2 separate regions of the Mus musculus genome follow, and region 2 is linked to region 1. The links are chromatin contacts, called in public Hi-C maps. All regions are on one chromosome and are shown on one strand. The core of a region is the stretch at or near the end of the contact, and the rest is flanking DNA. Distances in the headings are between cores, read along the strand shown.

What was found. Hi-C and Micro-C count contacts between places; a contact is called where the count stands out from the background.
Region 2: a contact with region 1 is called in a Hi-C map of cerebral cortex, with 2.8 times the contacts expected there. The contact joins the promoter of Psd3 here to the enhancer-like site in region 1. A contact is called at or near these places in 5 of 484 Hi-C or Micro-C datasets (brain, cerebellar granule neurons, cerebral cortex and 2 more).

What each region holds. Positions count from the first base shown.
Region 1 is chr8:67,802,022-67,804,721 of GRCm38.p6, forward strand. The region is part of intron 9 of Psd3 (pleckstrin and Sec7 domain containing 3); the gene reads right to left. Among named protein-coding and RNA genes, the nearest start is that of Gm32888, 60 kb to the right of the region's middle. Within about 2 kb of position 1,385, at least 17 of the 459 cell types and tissues checked have an H3K27ac peak or open chromatin away from gene starts, as enhancers often do. A contact at or near this core is called in cerebellar granule neurons, cerebral cortex and cortical neurons, where this site is marked.
Region 2 is chr8:67,973,322-67,976,021 of GRCm38.p6, forward strand. It overlaps Psd3 (pleckstrin and Sec7 domain containing 3), which reads right to left and starts at 1,253. Exons shown (of 16, transcript NM_177698.4): 1 at 812-1,253. The coding sequence starts at 842. All of the region lies in intron 3 of Gm15991 (a long non-coding RNA gene), which reads left to right.

The sequences.
Region 1 (2,700 bases), core at 135-2,634:
TTCTCTGAGAGGCTTCTGTCAAGGTTCCTATTGCCTTCTCCTTTTACACAGGGGAGAATCATCACAATGGAATTTCAGAGCTGAAAGGGACAAATACCACCTTAGAAAGGACGTGGAAGGTACAATCCAATATGAACGAACATCACTCAGGATTCTGCAGATGTCTCACAAATGTAACTCTGAAACAGCCTTCCTCCTCATCTACTCTTTTTTGGATTCTTTTGGTAGTAAATTGAATCTGGGATCTTTCTAGCTGTATTACCTCTAGTTTCGTATTTGCATCTACTCTCAACAAATTACAGGCTTTCCTCCTGATCCTAAGTTTTACAGCCCTGTATGTTCCTGCCCTAAGTTAAGGATTTTGGGGTAAGGCGAAAAGACTTATGCTTCTTTCAGATGCGTTCAAATAATGCTGGGCACTGGAGGATTCTATTCTTAAAAGATAAGCTTCACAGAGAGTCACTGTTGCTAGGACAACATGTTTCAAGTACTTTTGTCGGTGAGGACAAGCCTGCTAAAATGACCCTGTACCACTTATAATCAAATGTATTGGCCATGTGAGTGGCTAAAATTGGAGGTGCAGTCTACAGCTCAAGAAAATAACCTGGGAAGATGGCTCAGTTAGAAATGTGCTTGCCGCGTAAGCCCGGGGACCTTGGTTATGAGTCTTGGGACCCAATTTTAAATAAATGCTGTGCACATGTATCCAATAACGCCAGTAACTGAGAAATGAAGGCAGGTGGGTTCCTGTTACTCTCCCCAGCTGAATCAGTAAACAAGATAGGGAGTGCCTGAGGAAGACATCCAGCACCACTGATCATTGGATGATTCTGTCTTCCTGTCTCTGTTTCTCTTTGCTCCTTACCTCTCCATCTCTGCCTGCCTGTCTGTCTGTCTGTTCCCCTCACCCCTCACCCCCACACACAGGTGAGTGTGTGTGTGTGTGTGTGTGTGTGTGAGTGTGTGTGTTAACCCTTCACTTAGCTAGAGAAGATTTCTGGATTTAATGTCCTGGCAGGTTGTCCCCTTCCCCTTGAATTAACAGCTGAGATAAAATAGAAAAAAAGTACCCAGGCCCCATCCATATGAATTCACACAGTGAAGTGATGCCTGCTGAGGAGGCTGAAGAACATACCCCACCCCACCCCAAAGAAAACTGTCTCCTAATTCTCAAAACCTCTGAATATTTCCTTATATGGCAAAAAATATCTTTAGATCAAATGTAAAGAGTTTATGATGGGGAAAGTCTGTGGGTGGGCTCTAAATGTAATCACAAGTATCTTCACAAGAAGGCTGAGGGCAATTTAAAGAAGCAGACGGGAAGGCAAGAGAGAGGCACGAGGAGGGTGGAGTCACACAGTATCAGCCTCGGTTCCCCAGCAACCATGAGCTGGAAAAGGCTAGGGACAGATTCTCCTTTGACCTCTCCGAGGGAGCGCAGCTCCTTCACATGAATCTCAAACAGTGCCGTTCTCCAGAATTGTCCGAGGATGTATTTCTGCAGGTTCTGAATACAATGCTTCTGCAGTCAGTTGTTCCAGCAGCCACAGAAAACCAGTGTGCTATGGTATGAACGAAAGGTGGGTATTTTAACAAAAGCCATGTGTAGAAAGATTTTACGTCAATCCCTAGATAAAAGTTTGATTCACTTTATGGATATCATCTGAAAGTATGAGAGTACACACCCAAACTTGTCAAGTAATTCTACAAAAAAAGAAAAATGTAAACTTTGAACCCTACCCTACCCCAGATGCCCAGAGCTTCCCTTGGGAGTTCTGCATGAATTATCAACAAATATTTCAAATGCCATCAGACGTGATGTATGACGCCCTAGCTAAAATCAAAATTCCTGCCACTTATCCCAGGAGCTCTTGAATGATCCTTCTGACACTTGAACAGGACAGATGGTTCATCAACTCTGAAGAAAATTAATTTTAAGAATGAGAAAGCAAAACAAGTTGTTTAAATTACAGAAATATGGGAATTTGGTTTAAATTTACTTTAAGTCTTTGTTCCTTACTTCTGATTGCTTTTCAAAGATGATAAAATGCCATGTTATTCAAAGCTTAGCACCTTCCTGGCAGCCCACACAGGCTCGGCAATCTCTTTCCATTACCACATTGTATAATCAGGATTCTCTGTTTCCCCAGAAGCACATTTTGTGTAGTTGATGGAACACATATATTTCAGTTAAAGCATCTCTAAATTCCAATGATGTTCTTTACTCTGCAGATCGTGAATAATTATGAAAAGCATGGAAGATCTTACACAGCTTCCATTTTAACTGGACCTGATAATGACAATAGAAGAATTTATACTACCAAGGTTCTGATTCTATAAATACCCATATTCCTGATCCCACTGGAATTCACCCAAGGCTAAAGGAGATAAAAATCACAAACCATCTAGTGGGTACTGCTCTCTTTGGCTCACATTCAAGGCAACAAACTCATGCCTAAATCAGGATTGTGTTTTTCCATGTCTATAATCAGATCCAATTTTCGGACCAAGCCATCAGGTAAACAGGGCCAAAATTTTTGTCCTGGAGAATTAATTTAACTTTGTGCTGTGGTGCATGTACAAACAAGAATAGCAGCCACAGGGATATCTAACCACAAACAGATAGACCATCACAGATCCACAATGAAAATAGGAAAATGTAGAAGCCCTTACCTTGATGACAATGAATATGAGGAATAA
Region 2 (2,700 bases), core at 3-2,502, 170 kb after region 1:
AGCACATCAACATTGACCGGTCAACAGAACGTTGAAACTTGGTTTCTCTAGAGAGAGAAATAAATCTTAAAATACTATAAAATGTTTTTGACAGATAGGAAAGACACACTGAGAAATAAGAAGACAGTTGCTATAAACTTCCTGGAAAGGCTGTGATGACTTCAGCGTCAACTCCAATGAGAATATCCTGAAGTCACCCCCACCCCCTCCAGGCTACTTCAGTTCCTGGCTGTGCTTCGGACAAAAGCAGCTTGGGTTCTTTAAGAGAAACTCCTCCCCATCCCATCCAACACTAAACTAAGGAATAGCCTGTTTCCTTCTTTCTGCCTAAATCATGCAGCACAGAAAGGGTGCTTGTTTCTATAGGATGATAGAATGCCCTGTTCCTGGGAAACCTGCTTGGGGACGGGGAATGAAAGGAAGTAAAATTATAGGTAAGCATGATACTCTACTCTCCACTTACATTTTTTTTTAAAAATTAGAACATTCAGCATCAGACACTAAAACAAATATTAAAAGCTAAAGCCAAGTGAGGTACTGGGCAAAGGCGTTCAGAGGCCCCCGTTGCATCTTTCCGTTTTCTGGGCAATTAAAGAGTGCTTGGCAGGGATGCCCCAGAATGAATGCAGTCTGCTCTTTTCTATGGCAGGATTCAGCAGAACTTGGGCTAGCCCCCAGAAGTCTCCTACTGGGATGGCCGAAAGACAACACAAGCAGTCAATAATACAGACGGAAAATGTCACAGCAGCATTGCACAAGAGATAGATAATATATATTTGCCTGCATAGACCTACAAATAGAGGTTACTCACAGAGATTACTGTAGCTCCAGCAGTTACCCATTGATCATAGAAAATGCCCAGTTCATCAGTTTAACGCTTGAGAAAAGTTAACGAGAAAAGAAGCAAGCTAATGCAAAATGTGCTGTTCTAGTCAACTGGAAGCAAATTAGTTTCAAATTTCCTGGAGGCCCCTCTTGCCCTGCACTGCACACGGTGATGTAAATGGAAGCACTTTGAGCACTTGGAACCAGAGCTGAGCCGAGCCCAGGAACTGCCGCCTCAGCCCCTCACAAAGGCAGAGCAGCCCGCTCTCCTGCTGTGCTCAGCCTCGGTCGCTCTCTACCTTGGTAGCTTACCGAAGACAGCCACTGTGGGGCTTTTCTATAATTGTCAAAACTACTTCCAAGGAGATAACTGAGATGTCGGGAGTTAGCTTTAATGTAACCATTCCCCCAGTGCAGCAGCAGGAAGCCGGCAGAGGCTCTGAGAGGATCGTACCATCCTGGGTGACATCAGAGGTGGGGCTGTCATCCTAGTATTATGCAGCATTTTCTCTGATGCTGGAATGACACACATGAACCGAGATGGGCCGGTTCCCTTTAAAAGCATTTAATTCTCACGCTGTTCCGACGGAAGAGGCAAATGCAAAAACACTGCCCAAAAGCTGCTTCCATGTCAATCCAGAGCTGACAGTCTTTATCTCACTTGTAAGTGCTGCTGCCACACAGTCATTTTACTAATGATTACATTACTGTTCCTGTGACAAATTAATATTTCACAGTAATTGATAGTAATTGGAAACGTCCCATGAAAAGATTCAAAGATGTTGTGATCCAGTTTTAAAAGCAATGGGATAAACTTTCACATCACCTACAGTACTTTGGATGCATGCAATACTTTTCAAGCAATCTCAGTAAAAGCACTCCTTTTGTAAATAATAATATAAAATTAATACATAGTTAGTAACATAACACTGACTCTTGGACTTGATATAAATATTAAAAATAAATCTTGGGTGGAGAGTGTCCATTTGTGCTACAGCGCCTACCTAACCCTGAGTTTGATTCCCCAACACTGGAAAAAATAAAAAGTAAGTAACTCATCTTCAGTATCATTAATATTGCAATCAGCATGAGAAACACAGACACTTCAAAAAACTTTCCTATTTCATACACTCAGTAACCAGCAACCAAGAGCCAGAAAATGTGCTCACTTTAATTTATAAAAAATATTAATTTATAAATTTTATTTTAATTTATAAAAAATGAATGGCCACTTTTATAAATAATATAATTAGGTTAGAAAATGTGTAGTAATATGCTAGACACTGCACTAAGAAGTTTCATTTTGTGAATCCTTCTATCCCCCAGAAGTCTCTACAATAGCTACTATTATGAACCCATTTTATTGATGAGACTACTAAAATACAAAAGAGGTGTGAGTCTTGTCAGATCAGATGAGTAAAAGAGGCACCACTGGAAGGGACTCAAACTCAGACACTACGGCTCGAAAGCTCAGCCTCTGTACCACCAAGCTACACTTCCCACAAGTCTGCATGCCAAGAAAGAATTCTGAAAGAAATGTTCAGGGTTTGAAACTACAACAAACCAAGTAGGCCCATCTCTCAAGAAGACCAATTCATACGCAGGGGACAAAGATCAGATGGTGTATCTAGGGACAGCAGACTTGGTGACAGAAATGAAGCTGAGAAGTCCAGCTTGACAGCTGGCAGCTTGTCTTACTTGGGGAAAGGCTTAAAATCTCCCAGCTTTAGTTTATTAACCTCCAAGCTGTGGATGTTTAGCTTCTTGATTAGTAAACGCTGTGGTGAAGGCACAGGATCCGGACTTGTAATCTAGACTCCGTTACCTTCCAATTGTGTCACTTTAAGGTTATTTAACGTTTCTAGTCAGCTTCTT